Linked DNA regions of Mus musculus: region 2 is linked to region 1. A link is a contact called in public Hi-C data. All regions are on one chromosome and are shown on one strand. The core of a region is the stretch at or near the end of the contact, and the rest is flanking DNA. Distances in the headings are between cores, read along the strand shown. Region 1 overlaps Patj (PATJ, crumbs cell polarity complex component). Region 2 overlaps Patj (PATJ, crumbs cell polarity complex component).

The links. Hi-C and Micro-C count contacts between places; a contact is called where the count stands out from the background.
Region 2: a contact with region 1 is called in a Hi-C map of uterus, with 2.5 times the contacts expected there. The contact joins two enhancer-like sites. A contact is called at or near these places in 6 of 484 Hi-C or Micro-C datasets (the N1E-115 cell line, cerebral cortex, embryonic stem cells and 1 more).

What each region holds. Positions count from the first base shown.
Region 1 is chr4:98,622,169-98,624,868 of GRCm38.p6, forward strand. Patj (PATJ, crumbs cell polarity complex component) reads left to right here. Exons shown (of 44, transcript NM_172696.2): 31 at 1,435-1,521. Among named protein-coding and RNA genes, the nearest start is that of Gm40210, 44 kb to the left of the region's middle. Within about 2 kb of position 1,308, at least 31 of the 459 cell types and tissues checked have an H3K27ac peak or open chromatin away from gene starts, as enhancers often do. A contact at or near this core is called in uterus, where this site is marked.
Region 2 is chr4:98,692,278-98,694,977 of GRCm38.p6, forward strand. The region is part of intron 42 of Patj (PATJ, crumbs cell polarity complex component); the gene reads left to right. Among named protein-coding and RNA genes, the nearest start is that of Gm35137, 5.5 kb to the right of the region's middle. Within about 2 kb of position 1,399, at least 21 of the 459 cell types and tissues checked have an H3K27ac peak or open chromatin away from gene starts, as enhancers often do. A contact at or near this core is called in uterus, where this site is marked.

The DNA.
Region 1 (2,700 bases), core at 58-2,557:
TTTAGTTAATCGGTGCTATGATTATTTGTAACCACACTGTGTGTGTGTATTATCCTCTTTCATAGCAGTATATATCAGGCTTTCTTGACTGTTTTTTGTTTGTTTGTCCTGTGGAGGCTGTTGGATGTTTCTATACTTGTTTTGTACAGTTATGGGAAAGCACCACTTAGAGAATTACTCACCACACTGATCATCATATCTGCACAGGATTGGACCAGTCAGGGTTTCATCACAGATCAGGAGTCAGGGGAAGGTCCATAAGCCCCACCTCCCCTGAAGGGCTTTGAACCGTTAACCATCTATGGTAAAGAAAGTGTCCTTTTCTTGTCCCTGTTCCAGTAAATAACCTCTCACCTGTGCTCAGGCCTGAAACTCTCAGTGGGTCACACAAAAAGACAGAAAGTAGGAGGGGACTTGTGACAAGAAAGGTTTTAATGGAAGGGGAGATAGAAACCAGGGGTTAAAAACAACTGACATGTAGCATATAAATGGATAAAACTGAAACAATGAAAGGTTTTTTTTCATTCTGTTGTTTGTTTTTGTTTTTGTTTTTTCGAGGCAAGGTTTCTCTGTGCAGCCCTGGCTGTCTCAGAACTCATTCTGTAGATCAACGTAGTCTAGAACTCCGAGATCTGCCTACCTGTCTCCCTGGGATTAAAGGCGTGCACCACAACTGTCTGGCCCAAAGAAAGACATTTTAAAAAGAAAATCGGTTTTGCTACAGAGTCCCATGACTTTAGAGTCTCTAGACTTAAGGAGGAGGCTTAGAATTCATTTAATGTTTATACTCTGAGGTCCAAGTTAACAATAACAGCCTAAAAATAGAATGTGAGTAGGCTGTTAGATTTTTCTGTAAAAAATTGCCTGTGTCTTACAAAAGTAGAATTTGCCTCTTAGTAAAGGTAGAGCTACCTAGGTCAAAGCTAAATCAACCCTTACTCAAAAGAACTTAAAATTCATTTACTTTTTCTTGCATTTATTCAGTGTTGGGGGGGCGTCAGGAGACAAAGGCAGCTGGTTCTCTCCTTCCACCAAGGGAGTACTGAGCAGGAATTGTTTCTGCTAACGAACTGAACAGACATCTGATAGTTCATATGCCTTTTGACTCCTTACCAGAACTAGCAAACTCCAGGGTCTGGGTTTCTGTTCCTGACAGATTGTTGACAAAAGCAAGGGATCTGACCTGAGACTGCCATCCTGTGCCTGTAACAGACAGCAGGGACCAGCATTCCCAAGGAATACTGAAAGCAGGCAGCACTAATCAATGCCTAGTAAAGCAAATGGACAGAGACATCTGCTGGCCTTCTCTTACAAAGGACCGTGGCAGAAACAGTGCCCAATGAGGCATTAGGAACTCTGCACCAGTGTGTGTGTGGTCTGACACAGTGTGAAGGAAGAATAACATCTTTCTGCTTGCCTTTTACTGTCCCATAGGATCTGGGTGGCACTGAACTTGTCAGTAGTGAAGAGGAGAGCAGTGTGGATGCTAAACACCTGCCTGAACCAGAAAGCTCCAAACCGGTGAGAATCCTGCCTGTTCTTTATCCTGGCCCAGGGAGGGGTACAGGGGAGGGGTACAGGGCCTGCATTTCTTACCACCTAGGAACGACTCTTTGCCTGCCATCTTGGTCACTAGGTACCTTGAACTCTGAGACAGGAAGAACTTTCCACTCAGCAAGTGACAAGTTCTCAAAGCACAGGGTCTCTCCCACCATGCTTGAACTGTACTGTCCAGGACTAAAGTGACAGCCAGCCACTCCTTCAAATTCAGTTCACCCCTGGGTATTTCCAGAGTCTGAACTGCAAGAACTCTATTAATACAGGAGTAAAAGACACCTACTTGTTCATGAACTAGAACTTTATCAGATGAGAGAAGTTGTGGCTCTCCCTCCAGGGGGATAGGACACTTTGTTGTCTACTTTGAACCAGGCTCCCTGCTGTGTTCTGTATCCATGAAGATGGTGACAATTCCTTTATAAATAAGAACACAAAGTTAATTTCCTTACATAGGTCAATGGACAATATGTGTCCCTGCCTTTCTGCATTGTAGCCCATCACTTCAAAGTTGGCTACAATTGTTACAAAGAAATGTGGGATTTTCCCTGTCCCTGTGTTTCACAGTGTCTTATAGATCTCCAGAAATTCGACCCTTACATGAGTTTAAATCTGGTTGTGGTATTATTTTACTTGAAGGAATTTGAGAAGTCATCCATTTATTTACCATCCTTCAACTTTTAGAAAAGCTAATGTATTGGAACTGGCTTAGATTGTATCCCCAACAATGAACAAATTTGTTCAGGTATAAAGGTAAGGTTATTTCTAATTAGGTATATCCTCAACAAGAGTAGAAATTGTAGCAAACCCCAGTTGGGCCAATCTCCTTATGACTCAAGATGCCCCCAGTATCAAAAGGAACAATAATAATACATGAGGACTCCTCTTCCTCTTCCAAGAGACAGAATGAATGTCTGTACTGAAAGTCCAGGCATTTAAATACAAGTTAACTCTTCGGGAAACTGTATCATTGTGGATACATTAGAGAAAAGGTATTTAAAAGCAACAAAATTTTTTGTAGCAGGCCCAGTTTAATCTTTAGAAGAAATAGGAAGGAAAGGGAAACATTTCTTTATGTCTGGGAGAGTCTGATAGTACCAACGAGACTCTCCTGTAGGCTGCAGAGAGGAGCCATTTTTAGTTCAC
Region 2 (2,700 bases), core at 149-2,648, 70 kb after region 1:
GTAGAAGGGTTATTAAGAGAGCGTAGAGAAGGAGCGGGACATTGGCTCACCTGAAGAGTACTCCTCGCCCTGTGAGTGAAGAGAGCAAGGGGACCAAGAGGTTAAACCAAGAAATCTAATGTCTAAACAGTAGAAGTTGTAAACAGAAACACTTGAGAGAGGGGGAGAGTTGGGGAGGGGGATTAAAGAAATTTAAAAACCTATTCATCAGTGCACATATTAAATAATAAAAGAGTAGTGCCCACCTAGGCTTTACATTTTTAAGAGAAAAGCACTTGCTAAAAAGTGCTATAAAGAGCAAGGCATTTGAGTGCCACTGGCCTTTTTTTGAAATCAGTTTTCTGAGAGAATTACTTAAGATGCTGTCGCGCTGGACAATGTGAAAATCCTGGGCAGTGGGCACAAAGCCCATCAAGTGGAGCAGGGGGAAGGGCACATTGAGAAAACCGGCTCTGAACTAAGAAGGAGAAAACAGGGAGGGTTGCTCAGTGGATAGAGTACTTGCCATGCAAACCTGACAACACACGTTCCAGCCCAGATCCCTTAGTAGAAGGAGAGTACTGACACTTGAAAGTTGTCCCCTGACTTACACACGCTAATGTAAACAATAGTAATAAAATGAAACAGAGGAAATGAGGTGGTGAGTGAGTATCTAATATGCCTAACTGCCCTGGAAGTTTGCGGTGAACTAAAAATTGTAAAGCTGATCTAATAAAAACATTAAAAAAAAGCTGGGCGTGGTGGCACACACCTTTAATCCCAGCACTCGGGAGGCAGAGGCAGGCGGATTTCTGAGTTCGAGGCCGGCCTGGTCTACAAAGTGAGTTCCAGGACAGCCAGGGCTATACAGAGAAACCCTGTCTCGAAAAACAAAACAAACAAACAAAAAAAGTACTAGCTATATACTCTGGGAAATAAATTTACACCATAATCAAGGAAACATTAACATACAGGAAGTAGCAGGCTTAGTAAGAGTAGCATTTAGGCAAAAATTAAGTCATTGACCTTTAGGAGGTTTTTTTGTTTGTTTTGTTTTGTTTTTGTTTTGTTTTGTTTTTGTTTTCAGTTGTTGTTGTTGTTTGGGGACAAGTTCCTGCTGTGTAGCCCAGGCTACCCTCAACCTCTAACATAAGCTAAGGAAACCTAGTGCAGGGGATTCCTACAGAACCATGGGCGACCACTTGCCTCATGTGTAGAGAATGAGATAAGTGACCAATAGGGAAAAACTTGTTTTCAGTCTGGCTGCTCTGGAAAGACAGAAGGAAAGGATGTCCTCAGATCACCCCTACTCTCACCCTCCCCCACCCCACCCCCCATGGAGGGGACTATAGCTCACAGCCACAGTCAGGCCAGGTCCGTCTGGTTGATCATTGTCCGAGCACTGGTCATACAGAGTCTTATCAGGATGAGGCAATCGCCCCTGCCTGCCAGGGGCAGTTCTGATCTGCTGCACAGGATGCTTATCTCTATGGACTCCAAGGAGAGAATGACACAGAAAGAAATCAGGAGGGCAACGTGGCGTTTGTCAAGATGACATCAGGCTTAGAGCATTGACTGGAGACTTGGAGGTGCCGTTCTGGAGCAGGGGATTGTCAGGGGTGTGTTGATTATGTCTCCTGCAAATCTTGAAAAAAATACCTTTGCTATTCTTCTCTGGTGCCTTCAGCCTTGAAGGGGGAGGTTGCCAGAGGAACATCCTTAAATGATTAACATGTCTACTGTACAGAGTTAAACAGGAATCTGACCCAAAGTTGAAGGTAGCAGAGGAGACGCTGGAAAATGAAGACGTCATGACAAGCTTGCCACAGTTCCTCTGCACATCCACGGGCCCTTGTTAAGTCCCTGCTTTCAGCAGCAGCAGCTTGAGCCTTCCCTTCTCTCACAGATTAAACAGATACAGCCAAACACCACGTCCGAGACGTGGGTGGCCAGGATGCTTCCGTGGAAAGATCAGCTGAGTTACAGCTTTTGTTGGCCACCCACGGATAAGACTAGGTCATTTAAAAGTTTATCAGCGAGGAGTAGCAGCTTGCTTAGGAGACTGATCACAAACCAGCCTGGACTGTAGAGCTCCAGGCCAACCCAGGCTGCATAGTCTGTCCACCTGGTTTCAAAACCCAATTAATTAATTTAGCTAAACAACAAATAGAAGTAAAATTATGCTATTTAGGAATATGGAAACAAATACTGAGAGAAATTGCTAAAGAATTTGTCAGAGAGAAGGAAGGATGGAGGAGCAGACTTTAAAGTGCTGACTGGCGATTCTTACTTAGCCATCTATTTGGTCCGTCTATGCGTGCATGCGTGGTGGTCAGAGGACAGCTTAGAGCAGTCATTAATAGTCAGTCCCAGGGATTGAACTCAGGTGGTCAGAGTTGGTGGCAACCTTCATTCACTGAGCTGCCTAACCAGCCCCAATTTTTACTTTTTGTGGAGAGGAGTTGGGGAAACAGGTTCTCTCAATGAAGTCCTGGCTGTATTGTAACTCACTATATAGACCAGGCTGGCCTCTGACTCTGAGGTCCTCCTGCCTCTGCCTCCTAAATGCTGAGATTAAAGGCCTGTTCGGCCTGTGCCACCATGTGCAGCCCAGTATTGGCTTTCAAAACTAGGAAACATACATGGGAGGAAAAAAAGAGGGGTTTCTTGTTGTGGTGGTGTTTTTTTTTTCTTTTTGTTTTTTGTTGTTGTTGTTATTGT